2 separate regions of the Xenopus tropicalis genome follow, and region 2 is linked to region 1. Evidence: chromatin contacts called from public Hi-C data. All regions are on one chromosome and are shown on one strand. The core of a region is the stretch at or near the end of the contact, and the rest is flanking DNA. Distances in the headings are between cores, read along the strand shown. Region 1 holds the start of prdm13 (PR domain zinc finger protein 13). Region 2 overlaps pou3f2 (POU class 3 homeobox 2).

What was found. Hi-C and Micro-C count contacts between places; a contact is called where the count stands out from the background.
Region 2: a Hi-C map of neurula embryo shows a contact between it and region 1, with 2.4 times the contacts expected there. The contact joins the enhancer-like site here to the promoter of prdm13 in region 1. A contact is called at or near these places in 2 of 5 Hi-C or Micro-C datasets (gastrula embryo and neurula embryo).

The regions. Positions count from the first base shown.
Region 1 is chr5:81,994,373-81,999,544 of UCB_Xtro_10.0, reverse strand. prdm13 (PR domain zinc finger protein 13) reads left to right here and starts at 2,716. Exons shown (of 4, transcript XM_002932160.5): 1 at 2,716-2,994; 2 at 4,140-4,271; 3 at 4,534-4,654. The coding sequence starts at 2,854.
Region 2 is chr5:82,584,708-82,589,879 of UCB_Xtro_10.0, reverse strand. pou3f2 (POU class 3 homeobox 2) reads left to right here. Exons shown (of 1, transcript NM_001276377.1): 1 at 1-1,387. Among named protein-coding and RNA genes, the nearest start is that of pou3f2, 4.8 kb to the left of the region's middle. Within about 2 kb of position 2,804, at least 1 of the 11 cell types and tissues checked has an H3K27ac peak or open chromatin away from gene starts, as enhancers often do. A contact at or near this core is called in neurula embryo, where this site is marked.

The DNA.
Region 1 (5,172 bases), core at 1,467-3,966:
TTTCTGTTAACGAGGCTCCAGAAAGCCAAGCTGGAGTCTATAAACCCGCTAGTGGAACGTTTTGATTGAGCCCAAACATTGTCCACAAATAAAGCTGAAACCATGTCATTAATGTGTCTTTTTAATAAGGGACAATGCGGCCGTTCAAGCTATTTAATTTCATTTAATTTTCCATCCCATTTGCTCCAAACACTGCTCTTACTTTTAACACCCAGCCTTTCATGCTGCATCTTGCTCCACTGGGCACATTAGATTGGTTTCACCCTTTGCCTTTAAAGGAAGGAAAAATAAAAAGAAAAATGTGTTCTCTTTCCTTTTGTGGCCAATTTATTTCACTAGGGGAACGTTAACTCCTAAGTCACAGGACAGAATAATAAAAATGGGGTAGCTGGTGTGAATGGTCTCAGAGCAGGGGCTTTTCTTTTCTTGCTTGGATGGGAACCAGCCACAATTGCCCATATTAATAAATAACTTTGCTCACAGTCAGTCTTTACTTTGTCCTATTGAGAAAATTGTTCGCGTGTCGTTCACGCCTTTTGGAGAGTCCCCAAACTGAGCAGTAGGGGCACCTTTACCTTACAGTGCCAGCTAAGAATGGACAGGCCAGAGGTTACAGGGGCATGTTAAGGGCTTCAATTTATTGCCCCCTTTTTCATTACCTACCATTCATGGGGACGATCAAAGGGATTAATTCGTTTTTTTAACCAGCTTGGTGGAGCCTAGATTTCATAGAAGCGTCTCAGCCACAGTCCCATTATCTAGTGCAGGGTGATGCTTTCCTGATGTTTTCTGAACCACCTAGTCCTCTTCCGACTGGGTAGGAGTATATTTGTTCATGTCAACCCAGATACAGAGACACAAATATGCTCTATCCAACAGGGTATAACACAGAAGGGTTTAACATACTGGACAGGTTTCTCCAGCCTAAATTGTAACTTGTAAGCTTGTTTGCTGGGGATCTATAGGTTGCTGCAAAATGTTAGGAAAATTAGAAAACATAAATAAATAGAATTATGCTCGAAATTATCCTAACAGACAACTGTCAATAGAGAAACAAAATCTATCATCTATCTATCTATCTATCTATCTATCTATCTATCTATCATCTATCTATCTATCTATCTATCTATCTATCATCTATCTATCTATCTATCTATCTATCTATCTATCTATCTATCTATCATCTATCTATCTATCTATCTATCTATCTATCTATCTATCTATCTATCTATCTATCTATTATCTATCTATTATCTATCTATTATCTATCTATCTATCTATCATCTATCTTATCTATCTATCATCTATCTATCTATCTATCTATCTATCTATATATCTATCTATCATCTCATATAAGTTGCAGGAAAGATTCTAAATTGCAAGGTTTTTAGGGGGTCGGTATAAATCAAACTCCATGCATTAGATATACCAGAAGAACATGACAGCATTATTTCAGAATCAAAAACACTGCACCTAGTAACGCTCTAGTAATACAAGAAAAATGCAGTATCAAACGTTTATTTGTTGGACAAATCAATCTAAATGTGTCCAAAATTCAAAGGAGTGACGCTCGCAAATGTTTACTTTGCTGATCCCAAAAGGTGTACAGGGGTAGTGTAATTGGTGTTCAGATTATTTTCGGTGTTCAGTGCATGTCTGGGTGTCCATCTATGAACTGTGCCATGTACCTGTTTGTGGATCTATTGGTAAATATGGTAGCATGATTACCTATTTGAATAGAAATTAACGTAACGGTATGCTTACATGTATAGGAATAGGTTTACATGAATGGATAAATATATGTATGCTTGAACGTAGTCAGTACATAATTATTCTAGCATGTATGTAAAGTGCACATGCTGTGAGAATAAATGCTCATGTAATTAAGTGCGCATTCATTCTAATATATATATATACATGTATGTCAAGTTAGAATAAATTGGTCTAATAAATTGTTAAAATACTTAGGCATATTAAAATATTGTCAAATATTTTTGCCCCTTTGCAAAGTCAAATGTAGATGGAATAAAATATGTCGATTTTTTCTCAGAGAACCGTTAGTTAATTTTAAGGAAATGCTACTTTCTGTACCAAATATGTGATCTAAACTTCGACATAAGGGACATAAGAAGCCCCATGCAATAGTGGCTGTAGAAGGAGTTGTAGGTGCTGGTGGGGTTTTTTCCCATCAAGTACCTGCCTGAGTTTTGTTTGGCACACGCCAGGAATCAATAGGAGTTAACAAGTCCTCAAACATTCCTGGTCCCTTTGTTAAACAGCCTTTTGCAATAAAGCCAAGGGGAAGAGAATTAAAAATCTTTGAAGTATATTAAACCTCAAAAGAATCAGCCGAGTAGACCTAAAGAAGTCACTTATTTTGTAAAACTGGTTTGTCTGGGAAACAATAAGGAGAAGTAAAATTTATGGAGAAATTATACAGTGGATTTGTCACTTAAAATATCGTAACTGTCTAGGGGACAATACCCCATGCTGAGGATTAATGGTCCCCCTAGACCTTTGATTCACCAGAGTCTTTTCTTTGCCCTTGACAAATTGGATTTTTAGGAATGAGAAGGTCGCCTGGACCATTGTCTGGTTACCATTCATGGGAGTTGATTATGCAGGAGGCTTAGGGAAAGTCTCCATGTGACCCTCTTGGCTGAGATTGTGCAGCTGCTGGAGAAGCAAACTCTCTCACCAAAGTGGGAGCCCTAGAGCATCCCCTCCCGAGCCCATAGAAAAGCCAGGGAGAGTGCAAAGCAGCGTCACTGTGCAGGCGGAGATACGCCTGAGTGCTGTCCTCCCCTCTCTCTGCCTCTGTCACTGCCAACTACTGGGGGTCCTGCTGCCAGCATGCATTGCAACAGGGCTCTGGCCGTCAGCATCTACGCCGACAACTGCATCCCTGCCGGCCTGCGACTTGGTCCCATCATGGGCATCTTCAAACTAGGGAAGTACTTGTCAGATCGCAGGGAACCTGGACCCAAGAAAAAGGTATTTGACATTTGCAATGGCTATTGCTTATCCTAAAAGATGTACAGGGGTAGTGTATTTGGCTGCTGCAGCACATCAAATAGTAAACGAGGAAGGGATATATATATATATATATATATAGTTATATATTTTGCATATATATAGGTGTTCATGCTGTTTTAAATACATGTTTTGGTTTTTCACAAGAAATGTGATGCTGGTCTTTTTTTTGTAGTGTATATATATAGATATATATATTTATAGATATATATGAACATATATATATATATTCAGCATACTGTTTATATTTTGTTTTGGCTCTAAGAACTTATCCTTGCGTTATAGGGAAATATCGAACTCATTTTGGTAAATTTGTTCTTTAACTGTACACTTATAACGCATTTATGGTGACTAATATTTGTATGAACGAATTTTCCAATAGTAATATATCAGTGAGTTCTGGTAGGGAACCTTAATTATAGCCTTTTTCTGCCATATTATGAATTGTTTTTTCAAATGCTTTTCGTTTTGATTTATTTAATGCATTGTCGGATAATATGTATTTATTACTTTAATTGCCAATGTCCTGGACATATAAGTACTTTTTTTTATTTCTGTCGTTATCTACAAATAATTTAGTGACTGAGGGTAATATAGTGAAAACAAGTGCAGTGCACTGGTATATGAATAACTAATGGCAAAAACAGAAGCGTTATCAGTAAATAATGAGCAGAGCACACAAGGGGGGCTGGAAAAATCAATGGCTTTTGTCACACGTTCCGCTCCGATTTTTAATGTCTTTTAATTGTTTTTGAACGCTCTGCCAGACTTCTCAAATTTATTTCTCATCATCTGGCTCCATTGGGTTCTCACATTAGTCTGCATTGTTAAAGTGACTTTTATTACATGCCCATTCAACTATTTAAGCCTTAATATGCTCCTTTACTATATGGTCCCTTTGGGATGTGGTAATGATTGAAGTCACGCTGATAAAACTGGACAGTAGTGGTTAAATATTCAATAGTTTATTGCGCTGTATTGAAAAAAATAAACAAAAAAAACTTTCATCGATTTTTTTACACACACACAAACGTACACACATAACCCTCTATTTTTAACGATTACTCCTATACTGAGTGACAATTGAGCAATCTATTGGCTTTTAGGTGCGTTTTGTGAGAGGGGACCTGCTTGATGAGGCTGGAGGTCCCGCCACAGAATGGATGGGCTTAATCAGAGCAGCCAGAAACAATCAGGAACAGATTCTGGAAGCTATATCTGATTTACCAGGAGGCCAGGTACAACTATCTTGTTTCTTTATTTGGAAAACCTGTTTGTCTATCAATGTCATTCACTTCTCCTTCTTTCTGTCTTTCTTTTATATGCAATCGTTCGTCCTGTATTTATCACCTGTCAGTCATTTAGCATATCTTCATTATAATTATCGCCAAATCTCTCTCTATATATATATGTCAATCCATCTATTTGTTTTCCTGTCCGAGTGTCCATATGTAAAGCTGCAGTCTAATGCGTCTGCCTTACCATGCTTATGTCCCACAGATATATTATAGGACTCTGAGGGACGTGCAGCCAGGAGAAGAACTCACTGTATGGTACTCCAGTTCCCTTGCACAGTGGTTTGACATCTCCACTACAGCCACTCCGACCCATGATGAAAAAGGTATGCACTAATGTATTAAATCGTATTACCTCTAGTCACCTATAGCATCCCAACGTTACTACAGCAGGTAAATCCATCAGTTTAAAGAAGGAACAGATGAAATGATTCACTGGTGATGAAAAGAAAGAACATTAATAGATACATATAGATACATTGGTGCGAAGCTGCCATTCTGCATAGTTAGATTTCGATCTTCTGATTTAATTGTAGCGCTGTACTCCTCCGAATCAAAAAGAGCAAAGAGACTAATAATCCAAATATGCATAGTAATGATGTCCTCTTTGCATTAGAACTCCTATATTCCCAGTGTTACAGTTCGAATCTAAAGCAAATCCAATCCAATAATTAAAAAAAAATTAACGAATGCGTTAATAACCTTACATATTTTGTCGTTTTTTATTACCTCTAGTACATGAGCATTCGCTTGAAAGTAGAAAATCAATTAGTATTTCTAGAGTACTCTACCCAAACTTCCCTAACCCATTTATACTTAGCTTAATGTTTATGTAGAAAAAAGC
Region 2 (5,172 bases), core at 1,555-4,054, 590 kb before region 1:
TTGTTTTGTCACCCAGTTAAATAGTCCATTTCAGGAAAACAATACTAACCCAGGCTGCAGTGTATCTGCACATGTCAGCTCTTAGTTAAAAAATGATAATAATATTAATTACAATTTTTTTTCCTTTAATCCTGAACGAGTGTTTATCACAACCAGACAAATCCTCATCCAAGTAATTCTTTAAATAAAACATTTGAGCTCTTATTCGGTTGGTATCTTTTCCCTCCTGGTATTTAACTCTTTCATTGCAGCAGTGATTTGTTTAGTGCCAGATGGGCCTGACAGCGAAAGGGATTTTTTTTTTTGTTCCACATTTATTCCCCCTTCTAAATTTATCAGCTGTTGCGATTAAAAGCCCCTCTTTTATCCATTGTGGGAAAGAGTTCAGGATAAAGAAAACTCTCCCTTTCAAGCCCCCTCTCTCTCCTTCTCTATTGTCTATACACTGAATCCTCTGACATTATCTGTAAGGTAAACCCGTTAGTTCCCTGGTAAGAATGAGGTCTTAAAAAATGTAGAGTCTGGATGGCCTTCTTCCCTGCTAATAAAATCAAGGGATTTGCTAAATACCTCTTTCAGATTGGGTCACGCAGAACGCATTTCTTTCATTTTTCATTTTTATTTTTACATTCTCTTTGTTTTATTTTAACAGGTATATTGGTGCTTCAGAATTAATGGTCGTTTTTGAAAAGGTTGTTTAGTTCAGGTTATCATTCCTCCTGTGGATATTACTCAGGATATTTCCCAAGTGGTTCCAATGAGCAGGGGAACTAGTGATACACTCAAGCGCACACTCCACTAGCTGGGTAGATGCACTGCTCACTATTTATCAAAGAGAAACGAAAACATTTATCACAATTGCTTTCAAATGCAGTTTGGTGGTAGAAGTTTTCTGGAATACAATATCTGGTTTATTTGTGTTTGTTCAGAAGGAAGGTTTAATACACTGTAAAGTAACAAATAACAATGAAAACCCTTCTTGAGCTGCATGAAATGCTATAAATCGGCAAAAGTAATCTTTTTATGGGTGTCCCAACACTAAGCAGACGGTTTTTAAACTACTATACAACCCTAAAGAAATGTACATATGATAAAGATTTGTTTTTCAAAAATGCTCAAATAGTTTTAAGTCTCAGTTGTCTATTTTTCTTATTTTAATTTGTATTTTTATACATCCCAGGGAAAGGTTCCTGTTTAATTGTATATTTATTTCTCTGAAAGCAAAAATATTGACCTTTTTTCAGTTTTTTTTTGTAAATTTGGACGATAAGGTGATCTAAATCTATATGAAATGTATTTTTTTTTCTTCCCCAATGAGATTCTTTACACACTTTGCTTTGGTATATTTCGAATGTGCTCGTGGAGAAAATAAATTACAGACATCCTATATATTTATGTTAAAGTAATATTTTATTACAATATAAAATACGAACTAATTTAATCGTTTACTCTAGTTTGTGAAATATATATCTCATAAGTATGATTGTTTTTTTATTTATCATGTATTTTGGTTTAAAAGAAAAAGTTTAAACAGATAAATAGTGACAAAACTATCATTTTAGATTATTTGATTATTTAAAAATAGAAATTCATATTATATCCGACTAAGAAAATATTATTCAAAGCGGAAAAATCTTTCAATATTCTTAAATAGTAGAGCGTCTCTATTCATTAACATGAACAAATTACATGGCTCTTAGAACTGCTTTTCATGAAGGGATGAGTAATTGTTTACTCGTTTTTTTATTGTACATTTCTTCCTTTTTTGATAAATGTTTACTGTGATTGCCTGGTAGAGATGAACATTAACCTCCCCCAGGCTTTTGACATGCTTTTGTTTTACTTTTGATCTCCTGTTGTTAATGCAAAAACAGAAGACAAAAACAGCCAAAACCTGGGTTAACTAACCTTGCTTAAATTTCGAGAATAAAACGTTGCCCGGTTAAACCCCTGAGGAAAATATAGCAGAAATCTGTGTAAAGTCCCTGAAGAAGAAAAGAACGTTCTGTGGTTATTAGATCGGATCATCTTTTCTAACTTCTAGTCGATATTACACGAGTCCCAAACAGATTCAGCTAAATGATCTTATCAATATTCTAGGGGGAAAGTGTCAAGAAGAAGAAGTGTTTTGTGACCACAGACATGCTGATGGGGAAAATGTTTAAGCAGAGTATAGATCTGAGTGGTGTGGTCAATATCCCGACCGAACTGTCTGCAGCAACCAAGTCTCTTATGCCCTCTGCAGGACACTTCCCTGGGATGGAGAGAAGATAAGGGCTCATTTACCAGGGGTTTCCCTTTTGTTACCCACCAAGCTAAGGGCTGATGGTTCATTGCCTGTAGGTAGCAAGGCCTCTTTGCCGTCAGTCTTGTGTAGCAGCTGTTGGTGTGATAATGTGCGACTGCCAGAAAATGACAGTGTGTGCGCACCGCAGCTCCGCTGACCTTGGCTTTTTCATGAGCTCGACCCCTTAGAGAGATCTATCATTATTTTCAACATAAACCATTGTGAAAATGAAATGAGCTCGCAGTGCTCCGTGTGGGTGAGAATAAATAGGGCTGGAGATTCCCAGGCTTGGCCCCTCTCTGTACAGAGTATGTAAAGGTTCATCTCCTTCCCACTGCTGCCCATCAGCCCAAGGCCAAAGCGCAAGATCTTACTGGGCTCCATCCATCCCGGCAGGTGCAATATGTAGCAAGGGTCATGCATCATGTTTAACGCTGTCAGTGCCTGCAGCAGCTTGTTAGTAAACATAGGTCGTTTCCCATCACGCCTCTCTTGTGTGCATGAAGCGGCGCTAGGACCCCGATCCGCGGCTCCTCCTGGCTCCCTATTGCCCGGCAGGATTCCATTAGCTCATTGTGAGGCAATAACCCACGCCGGGAAGTGTTTGTATTGATGACTGCTAATTGTTCTCTCCCTTATCTAGTCAGTGCGGAGATGTGTAGGTTCCTGATCAAGCCACTAGTCTTAGTATGTCTTTATATGAATGCCAATGAACATGCAAATGATGATAATAATGTACAAATGGTCTGCCCATCCTAGACTTGGACATATTATTCCTTCATATTATCCTTACATTATTCATATTTACATTAATTTAGAATTTGCTATGTGTTATTTAGCATGATGCATTTACAATATTTCTACATTATAGAATGTAGAGTTAAAATAGATTTTATTTAATTGTTTTAAAGTACTTTATTACTTTTTGTGTTTGAAAGTGGTTCCAAGAAGCAGTCCATATTGGGCATGTAGAGGAGCACTGAAATAGCCAGAGCCATCTGATGCTCTCTGGGAGACAGGGTGCCTGTATGAGCCCAGTAAGATTTCCTTTGGTTGAATCGATAATTCTGGCCTGGACATGTGGCCATTAGCGTGTCCTTTTAAAAATAAAACTAATTTTGCATAAAAAAGTAAATTCTAATCTACTTTCCAATATACATTATTTTGTATAACGGCTTTAAACGCTATTTATAAATGTAAGCACAATTGCTAACAGTATTTTTCTGCCCCTTTTTCACTGCTCTGCCTGTTGAAACCACGTATTAAAAGCCAACCTTGGGTACTTTTCTTCACCAGTCTGTTCATCAGCTTGCTTTCGCTACAGTGTTTCAAGGATCAAAACCACTTCCCCTGTGAAAAAAAATGGAGGGGGCTGGAAGATATTTACTTTCGATCGTAGTTTCGATTTCCAATAACTGTAAACCCCGCGATTGATATTGATATATATTGGAAAGTTACTTTAGAACTACATTTTCTTAAACTGGGAAACATTGTATTTTGAGGATATACATCATGTTTTATTCTACTTCTAGGAAACAATTGCAATTAATAGATAATTGTAAGTACTTTTGTAAAGGTGATGATACTCGAAATTAGTGCAGTGCCAATATTTTACCCTGCAAAAGGGACATTTCTGGATTTGGAATGGGCAATTGAAAACATTTTCGTTCTGATTTATTTTCTCCCCAACCTAATCACCGTGCTATAGATTACTGTGTGTTTATTCGTCTTCAATTATGACCTGTTAATTTCTGTTGTGGTCATTCATTTATGTATGAAAAATCTGAAATTACATCCGGGGCGCTGCCCCCAAACACATGCTGGGGGGGATAGGGCAGCCTGGCATCTATATTAAATATCAATTATTTATACACTCCCTGTTCTGTTCTAACACCCAGTCAAGGGAATTATTTTCACAGCCCTGTATTACACCTTTCAATCATTTCCTTGTAGGAAAATAAAGAGGTTCTGCTGATACTAAATAATCTAATCCTTTCTAATAACCCACCAAAGTAATAATCTAATATACAAATTATATTTTCTCTCCACTTGGCACCACCGTTAATAATGTAAGAACTCTATTACCTGCAGGATTGTATGTATATGCTACAGCACGCATAGTGAATCTACATTAGGGTAATTGAGAATCACAGCAGCTGGGAACTGGTGGGAGTGAGGGGCTTCAGGCAAAGAGTCCTACTGTCACCAAATGGACTGCGAAAGGATCAGCAGTGGCGAACTGCACTAGTATACCTATAGGGATAGAAATGAAATCTATGCTTGGGGTTTAGCATGGTGCCAGCTTTGTTTTCCTGCATGCCACCTCTCCCCACCCATCTGCATGTTCCTGTGATTTGTACCAACGTATATAATTAGGGTACCCTGTCCTAATACCTGTTATATTCGATGCATGCTGCTTAAACCAAAGTGCTGAGGTGGGGGGCAATGCCATTGTTGACCCTTTGTAATAATGGTCACACCCACAAGTAAGTCTAGCCTTTGGTGGTGATGGTGTGTGTTTAAGGGGTAGGGGCATTATATTTTTAAGTCTAATTTATGCGCCAGTGGCTAGCCCCTGCCAATTAGCGGCTAATACTGTCACTTGGCAATGAGGACTAATGCAGCTCTAGCCTATGCAATACTGAAGAGTCCTGCTATATATTTATATATATATATATATATATATATATATATATATATATATATATATATATATATATATATATATATATATATATATATATATATATATATATATATATATACACATATCTGTGTATATATATATACACATATCTGTGTCTATATATATCTCCAAGCAGTAGGTGGGTTTATGCTGTCTTGTGGTAGCCCCTGGCCAGTATTATAGGATCCACTGCTGTGAC